2 separate regions of the Macaca mulatta genome follow, and region 1 is linked to region 2. Evidence: chromatin contacts called from public Hi-C data. All regions are on one chromosome and are shown on one strand. Each heading gives the region's core, a stretch centred on a gene start, on an enhancer-like site or on the middle of the called end of the contact. The rest is flanking DNA. Distances are from core to core; before and after follow the strand shown. Region 1 holds the start of LOC114676889. Region 2 holds the start of VKORC1L1 (vitamin K epoxide reductase complex subunit 1 like 1).

What was found. Hi-C and Micro-C count contacts between places; a contact is called where the count stands out from the background.
Region 1: a Hi-C map of cortical neurons shows a contact between it and region 2, with 6 times the contacts expected there. The contact joins the promoter of LOC114676889 here to the promoter of VKORC1L1 in region 2. A contact is called at or near these places in 2 of 14 Hi-C or Micro-C datasets (CD4 T cells and cortical neurons).

Annotation. Positions count from the first base shown.
Region 1 is chr3:59,319,834-59,326,038 of T2T-MMU8v2.0, reverse strand. It overlaps LOC114676889, which reads right to left and starts at 3,344. Exons shown (of 3, transcript XM_077998165.1): 1 at 3,314-3,344; 2 at 1,606-2,158. The coding sequence starts at 3,344.
Region 2 is chr3:59,197,154-59,203,097 of T2T-MMU8v2.0, reverse strand. VKORC1L1 (vitamin K epoxide reductase complex subunit 1 like 1) reads left to right here and starts at 1,299. Exons shown (of 3, transcript NM_001266931.2): 1 at 1,299-1,499. The coding sequence starts at 1,306.

The sequences.
Region 1 (6,205 bases), core at 2,095-4,594, 120 kb before region 2:
AAAGTGTTGGGGTTACAGGTGTGAGCCACTGCACCTGGCCTAATTCTTAATATTTAAAGGGAAACTAACTTGTTCACCATCACATGTCATCTTTGCAGTGTACTATGGGATAAGTGTTATCTATGTTAATCAGATGAAGAATCTGAAATCCAAAGAGGTTTGACTGACTCAGTCAGTGGATGAGCTTGGCCTGGAACTGAAATCCCTGGGCTCTTGAGCCAGTCTGTGCATTTTCCATTACACTGTGCATAGCACTGAGAAATATAAGCAAATGCCAGTCACTCAGCAGAACCCTCTTCTACATGGGGAAAGGGACTGGGAGAAGGGACATCATAGTAGAGAGTCCCTTAAATTCCCCTTATAGGCCAGGTGTGGTCGCTCACACCTGCAATGTGAGCACTTTAGGAAGCCAAGGCAGGAGGATTGCTTGAGCTCAGGAGTCTGAGACCAGCCTGGCAACATAGGGAGACCCTATCTCTGCTAAAATAAATAAGTATATAAATATACATATTGTTATATATGTAAGTATATATATAACAATCCATCTTACCCTGACAATCTGCCTGCTGAAACTTACTAAACCATACTAAACTGTATGAATTTATTATTATTATTATTATTATTTTGAGACAGGGTCTGGCTCGTCACCCAGGCTGAAGTTCAGTGGTACGATCTCAGGTCACTGCAGCCTCTGTCTCCCGGGCTCAAACCATCCTCCCATCTCAGCCTCCTGAGTAGCTCAGAATACAGGTGCGCACTACAATGCCCAGCTTATCTTGTGCTTTTGGTAGAGACAGGATTTTGCCCTGTTGCCCAGACTAGTCTCGAACTCCTGGGCTCAAGCAATCCTTCTGCCTGGGCCTCCCAAAGTGCTGGGATTATAGGTATGACCCCCTATGCCTGGCCTTGAAAGTCCAATTTATTTGCTTATTTAGGTGTGACCCACCATGCCCGGCCTTGAAAATCTTATTTATTTACTTACTTGCTTTTTTCTTTCTTTCTTTCTTTTTTTCTTTTCTTTTCTTTTCGTTCTCTCTCTCTCTCTCTCTCTCTCTCCTTACTTACTTACTTATTTAGAGACGGAGTTTTGCTCTTGTTGCCCAGGCTGGAGTGCAAAGGCGCAATCTCGGCTCACTACAACCTCCGCCTCCCGGGTTCAAGCAATTCTCTGCCTCAGCCTCCCGAGTAGCTGGGATTACAGGCGCCCGCCACCAGGCCCAGCTAATTTCTGTATTTTTAGTAGAGGCGGGGTTTCACCACGCTGGCCAGGCTGGTCTTCAACTCCTGACCTCGTGATCCACCCACCTCGGCCTCACAAAGTGCTGGCATTATAGGTGTGAGCCACTGCGCCCGGCCAATCTCTTATATAAATTTTTAAAAAGATGTTTTCTTTGTTTCCTAGCCCCTTCTACCCACCTACAAAGTTCCAAAGGTTTTAATGCTATTGCAACGGCAGTCAGAGGTCAAGCTGGTGCAGCTCCCTAATACAGGACAGCCTCAGATGGGGCCAACCCTCCCTGCCCAGCACCAGTGGCACCGGGCAGTGGGGGACGCTCCCGAGGTTCCCGAAACCTGGCTGGGGGAAGTGTTGGGGGGTGCACGTACCCAGGCTCAGCTGAGGCGAGTTCGCCGCCCGGGCTGCAGCTGGTGCTGGCTGGCGCTTGCGCCGGCCATTGAGGAGCTTCTGGGCGACCTTGCGCTGGTACCCACCAGGCGCCAGCCGGTAGGTGCACAGCGCCTGCTCCAGTAGCGTCAGGTCTTTGCTGCGCGGACCCCGCAGGCCGGGAAGTCAGGCAGGTATAGTAGTCCAGGTGGTGGTAAAGCTCCTCCTGGTAGCTTATGGGTGGCGGCCGCTGGGTTGAAGCCTGCGGACATGACATACCAGCCGGCCGCCGGTAGTCACCCTCGCGCGCAAGCGCGCTCCTGGAAGACCCAGCACTCCCACCTCGAGTTCCGATTGGCTCCGCGTGAGGGGCGGGCCTTTGCGCCTTCTTGGTGGGGGGGGGGGGGGTGCCTTCGGTGACGTCACAGGGGCGGGTCTTCTGCCACGTCACGGGCAGTGCCTGGAGCTGGGCAGTCTTCTCAGAGTGGAGCCTGGTAACGGCGACCTCTCGGCCAGTTCTTGTGTGTTGCGGGCTGGAAAGGGGTAGCTGATAAACTCCCACCCAGCGCAGTATTTATGTCGGTCAAAAATAGAAAAGAATGTCCGGGCGCGGCCGGGGTGGGAGGATCCCTTCAGGCCAAGAGCAGCCTAGCAATATGGCGCAACCCCATCTCTGTAGTCCAACCTCAGCCTCCCAGCTACTTGAACACCAAGGTTCAAGGCTCCAGTGAGCTATGATCCCACCACAGAACTCCTGCCTGCGAGAATGAGGTAAACCCTGTATTTAAAAAAAAAAGAAAAACTATCCAAGTGTACAACCGGGAGGGACTGCTTAAAGAAAACATGAGGCTGCCTGGGCCCTGTTATTCCAGCACTTTGGGAGGCCAAGGCAGGAGAATAGCTTGGGCTTAGAAGTTCAAGACGGGCCTGGGCAGCATGACACAACCCCATCTCTACAAAAGATACAAAAATTAGCCGGACGCCGTGCTCACCTGGCCTAATTTTTGTGTGTTTTGTAGAGATGGGGGTCTTGCTATGTTGCCCAGGCCGGTCTCTAACTCCTGGGTTCAAGCATGTTTTCACCTTGGCCTTTAAAGTTGTTGGGATTACAGGCCTGAGCCACCGCACCCTCCTGGGCTATTTAATAACATAAGAAAGTGCGGTGGCTCACGCCTGTAATCCCAACACTTTGGGAGGCTGAGGCGGGTGGATCACCTGAGGTCAGGAGTTCGAGACCATCCTTGCCAACTTGGTGAAACCCAGTCTCTACAAAAAATACAAAAATTAGGCCTGGTGTGGTGGCTCACACTTGTAATCAAAGCATTTTGGGGAGCTGAGGTGGGCGGATCACCTGAGGTTAGTTCAAGACCAGCCTGACCAACATGGAGAAACCCTATCTCTACTAAAAATACAAAATTAGCCAGGCATGATGGCGCATGCCTGTAGTCCCAGCTACTCGGGAGGCTAAGACAGGAGAATCTCTTGAACCCAGGAGGCGGAGGTTGCAGTGAGCCGAGATCGCACCACTGCACCCCAGTCTGGGCGACAGAGCGAGACTCCAGAGCTTGAGACCAGCCTGGGCAATGTAGTGAAACCCTGCTTCTACAAAACAAGCAAAAAAGAGTCAGGTGCACCTGTGTCCACCTGTGGCCCAAACTACTTAAGAGGCTGAGGCAGGAGGATCACTTGAGGCCAGGAGCTGAAGGCTACAGTGAGCTTTGATCATCCCACTGCTCTCCATCCTGAGCAATAGAATGAGATTATGTCTCTAGATAGTTAATTTTACAGTGTTATTAGTTGTTAATGTGATTATGTTTTTCTAAAATACAGTATTCTTTACAAAAGCAGTTTTGTCTTTCAAAGCACATACATAGGTCCTCCAGCGAATTTGTCTAATGTTGGCGACCTTGGCTTTCTGGTGACTGAGTCAACAGTATCTGTTTCATAAATAATATAGCCCTATTTTTTTTGAGACAGGGTCTCGTTCTGTTACCCGGGCTGGAGTAAAGTGGCACGATCTCAGCTTACCATAACTACCATCTCCTGGGTTCAAGCGATTCTCCTGCCTCAGCTGCCCAGATAGCTGGGATTACAGGCGCCACCACATCTGGCTAATATTTTTTTGTTTTTGTTTTTGTTTTTGTTTTTGAGACAGAGTTTGCTCTTGTTGCCCAGGCTAGAGTACAATGTCATCATCTCGGCTTACTGCAACCTCCGTCTCCTGGGTTCAAGTGATTCTCCTGCCTCAGTCTCCTGAGTAGCTGGGATTACATGCATGTGCCACCATACCTGGCTAATTTTGTATTTTTAATAGAGAGAGGGTTTCTCCATGTTAGTCAGGCTGATCTTGAACTCCCGACCTCAGGTGATCCGCCCACCTCAGCTTCCCAAAGTGCTGGAATTACAGGTGTGAGCCACCACGCCCAGCCTAATTTTTGTATTTTTAGTAGAGATGGGGTTTCATTCACCATGTTGGCCAGGATGGTCTTGAATTCCTGACCTCAAGTGATCTGCCTGCCTTGGCCTCCCAAAGTGTTGGAATTACAGGCATGAGCCAACACGCCCGGCCAGCCCTATTTCTTTAAGCATATACGTTTTGCACTTATTAAAAGTATTTGAACATACAATTATCCAGCTTCCCTTGTTTATGTATGCTTGAATTTTGTATAAGCTTAAATATTTTTTCCAGTCTAAGCTTTATTATATCCCCTTTCTTCTGTATTTGTATAACTTTAGGTGGCTGTCTTTGTTGAAAGTTTTTTCTGAAAAGCCTTAAAATAGAATATAGTTCTTGGCAGCAATTTCAGAGTTATTTGAGGGCAAGGGGAGATTTGTAATGATGATTCAAATGAAGCAAACTAAAAAATAATGAAGCAAGACAGAGGATAAAACAGTATTCACTCGAGCACATCCCAAAAAAATAAAATTTCAGATGCAACTAGAAAAAGGTATGCTAATGATCATAATACAGGAATAATTATTAATACTCAAAATAGTTTTAAAGCCACTTACCTTTTGAATGTTGGGAATTGACTAGGAGGTGGCTGTAACCTAAGATGATTCCTTCAGTAATGACCATTTTCTTTTTCAAGATGATGATGATTCTCCATCTTCTAAGAGACCAAAGACCAACGAGCCACCACAGCCACCAGTTCCAGAACCTGCCAATGTTGGGCAACAGAAAGTGAGGGAGTTCAACTCTGGTAAGTTCTCAGTGAAATCCACGACCTTTTCCTTCATCTTCTGGACTCTCAGTGTGACTGATGAAAGTTACAACATGCTCATCTGCAGGGGGACATGCTTTAGCATTATTACTACATTATAATCTCACCTTTGTAAAGCCAGGAGCTTTTTGAAAGTCACATTATAGACATTGTTTAAACATCGTTCGAATTTACCAAAGCATAGGACATTGTTTCATCTCACATTAATTAGTTAGTTGACTCAAAATTAGTGCTAATGACTTAATAATTCAATGGTTTCTCTTAGCTTTAAAACCTTCTTTATTTCAAAGCTATTTCATCTCTTCATTTTCGTTTTTGCTGTGTGTCACTGCCTGTCAGCTGCTAATCTGTTAACTCCTAGTGGATCATGTGTCCTGTGAAGGGACTGAATATTAGTGGCAAATTATGTTGATGATTCATATTTTGGATATAAATAGATCATTAAGCTTGTATACATGTTGAAAATAGTATTTTAATATTCTATTATGTCATAGTTACAATGATTGGCTATATATTGAATTTATATGTTCATTAAGTTGTTGTATGTTTATGTTCTTTAGTATTCTAACTTGCAACTGTGTATCTGTTAAGTCTTTTTTTTTTTTTTTCAAGAAGATCAGACTCTGATTTATTGAGGCATCTGTTTGATGCCAAGTTAAGTGGCCCAGGCTCTGTGTAGGGGGTAAGGTTAACGCAGGAAGAAGGATGGTGAGGGGCAGTGGTGCCAGGATTAGGTTGGAATACCTAGGGGTCCTCTGAGGTTCCCCAAGTTTCCCTTGCCCTGGCCAGCTGTGCTGCTGGCCTGAGCATCTGATGAGCTTGCAAGGGTGACTCTGAGAGGTGGGTGGTCCAGGGGCTAGGGCAGGGACTTTGGAGTCATGCTGTTGGCTTTGAATCCAGACTCCTACACTTGGTAGCTGTGACCTTTCCATGCCTGAAGTGACCTGCAGAACTGAGCTCTGTCTGAGACAGATCCCATCCAGGCACTGCAGATCCATCTAGAGTTAAACCACCCCCAGTTGCTCACTGTCCGCTGCCTTCATAAGCAGATCTTTGTCTCCTTGGAGGCCGTCACAATCCAGTGGAGAAAGCGAAACTCATCTGCCTCTGTCTCTCTGGGTACGCCTCATGCCAGGTGCATCTGTGGACACAGGCCATGCTCCTGGGCTTCCAAAGTTGGAGAAAGTTGCCAGGCTTAGGTGGGTACATCAGAGTAGCTGCTGCCCTCTGGACACAGTGACAAAAGAACACTCTGGGCTAGAGCCCTGGTCTGGGGCATTGGGCAAGGCTCTTCCACTTCTCTGAGGTCATTTTCCCATCTGGAAAGTGTGCTGATTGAATCTCCCTTTGGGCACTGAGGGCTCAGTGTTAGTTTGAG
Region 2 (5,944 bases), core at 50-2,549:
TACACACATCTGTTTTCCTTTTAGTTTTGGCCACTGGGAAGCTCAGAGCCAAATTTATGATGCAATTTTAATAACTGTGTAAGCCGCTATGGCCTGCTTATCTGTGTTCTTATTCCTGGCCTTTCATTTTATTCTGACTTTTCTTTTTCTTCGTCCTGATTGTATTAGCTCATCTTTATATTGTTCTATATTATATGACTTGTGGTAAGCCACCTCAAATTCAGCTTACAGAGAAGCAAGACAATCGTAAATTTTTTTTTTTTTTTTTTTTTTTTTTTGAGACTCTCACTGTATCGCCCAGGCTGGAGTGCAGTGGAACGATTTCGGCTCACTGCAACCTCTGCCTCCTGGGTTCAAGCGATTCTCCTGCCTCAGCCTCGCCAGTAGCTGGGATTACAGGCGCCCACCACTACACACGGCTAATTTTTTTGTTGTTGTGTTTTGTATTTTTAGTAGACACGGGGTTTCACCATGTAGGCCAGGCTGGTCTCGAACTCCTGACCTCAGGTGATCCACCTGCCTCGGCCTCTCAAAGTGCTGGGATTACGGGTGTTAGCCAATGTACCCGGTCCATAAATCATTTTTTAAAAAATAGTTTTTAAATTTAAAACATAGCTTTGCACATTAAAAAAAAAGTTTTGTACAGGTCGAACACAGAGTCCCACAGAGGTGGTGGTGGGAAGATTAGCTCATAGGAGTGTGGCTCTGGAGCTCCAAGCATTGGCCAGGGTTGATTTAGATTGGGTCAGAAATATCAAGTGATAACGACGAAAAAGGAGAAAAGGATGGCAATTGATTGCCATCCTCAGGAGGGGCCCACGGCTCGCCCAGTCACCCACAGTGGCATCCTTGCAATGTGCTCCTTACACTGCTCCTCTAAGCCCCTCCCTCGCGGACCCGCTCAGCCCCGCCCCTCCCCTACCCCGCCCCTCTCCTCCCCTGCCCCGCCCCTCTCTGCCCCGGGCTCCACCCCTCGCGCCCGCCGCCCCGCGCCGCGCCGCCTCAGCCTCCGCCGGCCGATCCGGCCTCCCCGGCGGTTGCGCACTCCACCCCCTCCCTCCACGCCCGCGCGCGCCTTCCCCGCCCCGTCCGCCTCACTCCTTTCGGGGCGGTTGGGCCGCGCTCCTGTGGGGGCGGGGCCCGGAGCAGGCGACCGAGCCAATGGGGCGCGGCGGCGGCGGCGGTGGTGGCGGCGGCGGCGGAGGCGGTGGCGGCAGCGGCGGCGGCTGGGTCGGGCCCCGACGGGCGGCGGCGGCTGAGGTGGAGGCGGAGGGAGGAGGTGGCGGCGGCGGCGGCGGGGGGAAGATGGCGGCGCCCGTCCTGCTGAGAGTGTCAGTGCCGCGGTGGGAGCGGGTGGCCCGGTATGCAGTGTGCGCTGCCGGGATTCTGCTCTCCATCTACGCCTACCACGTGGAGCGGGAGAAGGAGCGGGACCCCGAGCACCGGGCCCTCTGCGACCTGGGGCCCTGGGTGAAGTGCTCCGCCGCCCTTGCCTCCAGGTAACCGGCTTGGGGGAGTGGGCCGGGAGCGGCTGAGCGGGGCGAGGGCGGAGTCTGGGGGTGGGGAGCGCGCGGCGGGAGCTCAGGCCTGGGGGCGGCGGGGACCGGGCCTTGAGGGGACGGACGGGGTCGGGGCCGGGCGAGGGGCGGCTGCAGGGCGCTCCTGCCCGGGGGGCGGCCTCAGCCAAGGCCGCGGGGAGGAGGTGGCGGGGCCGCGAGGCAGCCGGGAGGGATGAGGTGGCAGAGTGCAGCCGGGAGGCCGGGGCGGACGCGGAGCGGTCGGGCGGGCTGGGGCCGGGCTGGGCAGGAGCGCGAGGGGGCTGCGGAGGGTGGGTCCAGGCCGGCTTGACAGGTTTCCTGGTTCTCGGGAGGCGGGCCGGGGATGTGGGACCCTGTCCGCCGCACCCGCAAGACCAGCGGCCACCTCTTGTTCCCCCGATCGCTGCAGCCGAGGCTTTGGGGCCGGCGCGGAGACAGGGGGGTTGCGTTTCCCACTGTCTTCCTGGTGCTAGGACAGGTGTTTCCGTGGTCAGGCCTCTTTGTACTCCAGCGCTAGTGAGAATTTGCAGACTTATTGGGACGGTGACATTTGCTGGCAAACACGAATTTGGCCCTACTCTGGAAGAAGATACCAGCACTTAACATATCTGATTTCTTGGATTCTCCCTCGTATATTTCAGTGTGCCAGGAGGGGAAAATGGTCTGAGTTTGGGTCTAGTTCAAGCTTCATTGGAGTAAAGGGCAAGTATGTTATGTGTATGGTGGTGTTTTAGGCATTGGGACGACTTTTAAACGTTGTTGCCTATTAGTATAATAGGATACCCACAACAGATTAAAAACACACCCTTTGCTAAACTGGAGCGATTGGTTTGTGTTACTAATCATTTTAGTTTTTTTTTTTTTAAATGTTGTAATTGGTTTGTCTGTTACGTTTTATTTTAATGCATTAAATTTTCCTAGGCAAGTTACTTTGAAAAAGGGGGAATTTACATTTCAAAAGTGGCTGCTGTTTTTTTTGTTGTTGTTTTTTTAAATGGGGCGATTAAAAAAATAAGTCGAAGGAATGATTTCAAAATGTATAGGTTACGATTTTAATAGAGAATATGTCTGATATTTAGATGTTTGTTAACAGTAGTCACATTTGAGCGATTTCTTCCTCTCCTTTTGATTGGTAAATTGGTATGTATCAGAAATGTGTAGCTCACTAGTTTATTTCAACTCACATATTGTTAATTATATGAACAAGGTAGCATTGGAGTTTGTCTTGTTATTGATTACAAAATTCAGGGAGCTGATCTTTCCACTTAGCCTTTTTCATGGACCAGATACTCTGTCTCATTTGCTCTTAAACCAAAATCCTGTTGCTTTTTAGAGGAGAAATAATTATCATAGGGCCAAATGAAACATTTTAAAAATGCATTTCAAATGTAGGTATCAGTTTACAGGGGAAGATACGTAGATGTGACAAAAAGCTCACATTTGTTGTTGGTTATTCAGAACAAAGTTAATAGGCTGATTAGACTCCCAGATACCCTTTGAAAACCACTGAGTGTCTTTTATGCAAACATTGTTATGTTATTTCCACTTTCAGAAAGGACTTTTAAACTTACAAGTACCTTCCACCCAAAGTTAGTTGAATGAATAAATATTTAAGGAAAACATTATGCAGCAGCACATTTCAAGTATTTAAGAAACAAGAACTAAAAATAACTTTTGATCCTAGTTTAATATGGAATTTAAGCAGAATTATTACCAATTTTAGATTTGTTTTCGAAACAAGTAGTCTGTAATAAATGGACCTTTTAACATTGGAGCATGGAAAGAGTACTTACTGTATGCTTAAGTTCCTTTTTTTTTTTTTTTTTTTTTGAGACGGAGTCTTGTTCTTGTCGCCCAGACTGGAGTGCAATGGCATGATCTCGGCTCACTGCAACCTCCGCATCCCAGGTTCAAGTGATTCTCCTGCCTCAGCCTCCTGAGTAGCTGGGATTAGAGACACCTGCCTTCATGCCCGGCTAATTTTTGTATTTTTAGTAGAGATGGGGTTTCACCATATTGGCCAGGCTGGTCTCGAACTCCTGACCTCAGGTAATCCAACCCGCCTCTGCCTCCCAAAGTGCTGGGAATCAAGCGTGAGCCACCGCGCCTGGCCTGCTTAAGTGCTTAAAATTGACTTTTCTTGGCTGGGTGCAGTGGCTCATGCCTGTAATCCCAGCACTTTGGGAAGCCAGCACTGTGGAAGGCTGAGGCATGGTGGGTCACACCTGTAATCCCAGCACTTTGGGAGGCCGAGGCGGGTGGATCATGAGGTCAGGAGTTCTAGACCAGCCTGGCCAACATGGTGAAACCTCGTCTGTACTTTCGTGTCCTTACTTTTTCCCATTTTCCCATAAATCGGTGAAAACTGCTGCAAACCTGCATCTGCCTGCCAGCTAACATTAAGTTAGCACTCTCTGCTCCCTTGGTTTGGTACACTGAGCTCAAATCTAAGGGATCTGGGTGGGCTTCCACCTCTCCCAGTTCTTAGACTTGTGACTTAGTCTTCATGGTGCTTCAGTTTCTTATGTTAAATAGGGATTTTAACACCTACTTAGGGCCGGGTGCAGTGGCTCACACCTGTAATCCCAGCACTTTGGGAGGCTGACACCTGGCAGATCTGTTGAGCTCAGGAGTTTCATACCAGTCTGGGCAACAGGGTGAAACCCAGTCTTTACGAAAAATACAAACATTAACCGGGCATGGTGGCACATGCCTGTATTTCCAGCTTCTTGGGAGGCTGAAGTGTGAGGATCACTTGAGCCTGAGAGAGAGAGGCTGAGGTCCGCAGTGAGCCATGATGGTGCCACTGCACTCCACCGTGGGTGGTAGAGAGAGACTCTGTCTCAAAAAAAGAAAAAATAAACAAAAAAACCTACTTTGCCAGGTTAGTGTTATGATGAAAAGTGATACATGTATGTTCCTGAAATAAAGCCTGTCCTCAGTTATAGCTGTTACCATTGATTGGAGATGTTCTTTTTTTTTCAGTGTTTGATGATAAATGCCTTTAGTTTCTTGTACATACTCATATGTTTAAACATTGTTGTTTTTTTGTTTTTTGTTTTTTTTTTTTGAGATGGAGTCTTGCTCTGTCGCCCAGGCTGGAGTGCACTGGCCGGATCTCAGCTCACTGCAAGCTCCGCCTCCCGGGTTTACGCCATTCTCCTGCCTCAGCCTCCCGAGTAGCTGGGACTACAGGCGCCCGCCACCTCGCCCGGCTAAGTTTTTGTATTTTTTTTTTAGTAGAGACGGGGTTTCACCGTGTCAGCCAGGATGGTCTCGATCTCCTGACCTCGTGATCCGCCCGTCTCGGCCTCCCAAAGTGCTGGGATTACAGGCTTGAGCCACCGCGCCCGGCCTAAACATTGTTTTAATGTAGTTTATTGCTGACTTCATGGCATAGTATAAAGACGTGTTCATTTAAAAGAATTTTGAAGTTGTGCAAGAGAAACTAATATGCAGAATATTTTATTTTTTATTTTTATTTTTATTTATTTATTTATTTTTTGAGACGGAGTCTTGCTCTGTAGCCCGGGCTGGAGTGCAGTGGCCAGATCTCAGCTCACTGCAAGCTCCGCCTCCCGGGTTTAGGCCATTCTCCTGCCTCAGCCTCCGGAGTAGCTGGGACTACAGGCACCCGCCACCTCGCCCGGCTAGTTTTTTGTGTTTTTAGTAGAGACGGGGTTTCACCGTGTTAGCCAGGATGGTCTCGATCTCCTGACCTCGTGATCCGCCCGTCTCGGCCTCCCAAAGTGCTGGGATTACAGGCTTGAGCCACCGCGCCCGGCCTTTATTTTTTATTTTGAGATGGAGTCTCGCTCTGTCACCCAGGCTGGAGTGCAGTGGCGTGATCTCAGCTCACTGCAACCTCCACCTCCCGGGTTCAAGCAATTTTCCTGCCTCAGCCTCCCAAGTAGCTGGGATTACAAGCGCCCACCACCATGCCCAGCTAATTTTTGTATTTTTGGTAGAGACGGGATCTCGCCATGTTGACCAGGCTGGTCTTGAATTCCTGACCTCAGGTGATCTGCCCGCCTCAGCCTCCCAAAGTGCTGAGATTATAGGCATCAGCCACTGCGCCCGGCCCTAATATGCAGAATATTCTATGTAGGTATTTTCTATATATTAGACCTCCTCTAAGAAGGGTTTCTTTGTAAGAATAGTACAAATAATCTGGAAAGGTTAATGGGCTTGACAAATCTATGTTTCTTAAAACTGTAAAAATAGTCCGGCTGTCCTCTGGTATATGTATATGTCCTATACATGTACATACATATGGTATGACGTATACCATAGGGGATTGGTTCCAGGACCCCTGTTCCTACTGAAATCTTGGCATACTCAAGTCCCCACTGTGGGCCCTGCAGAACCTGAATGTGAAATGTTGGGCCTCCATAAATGCAGGTTTC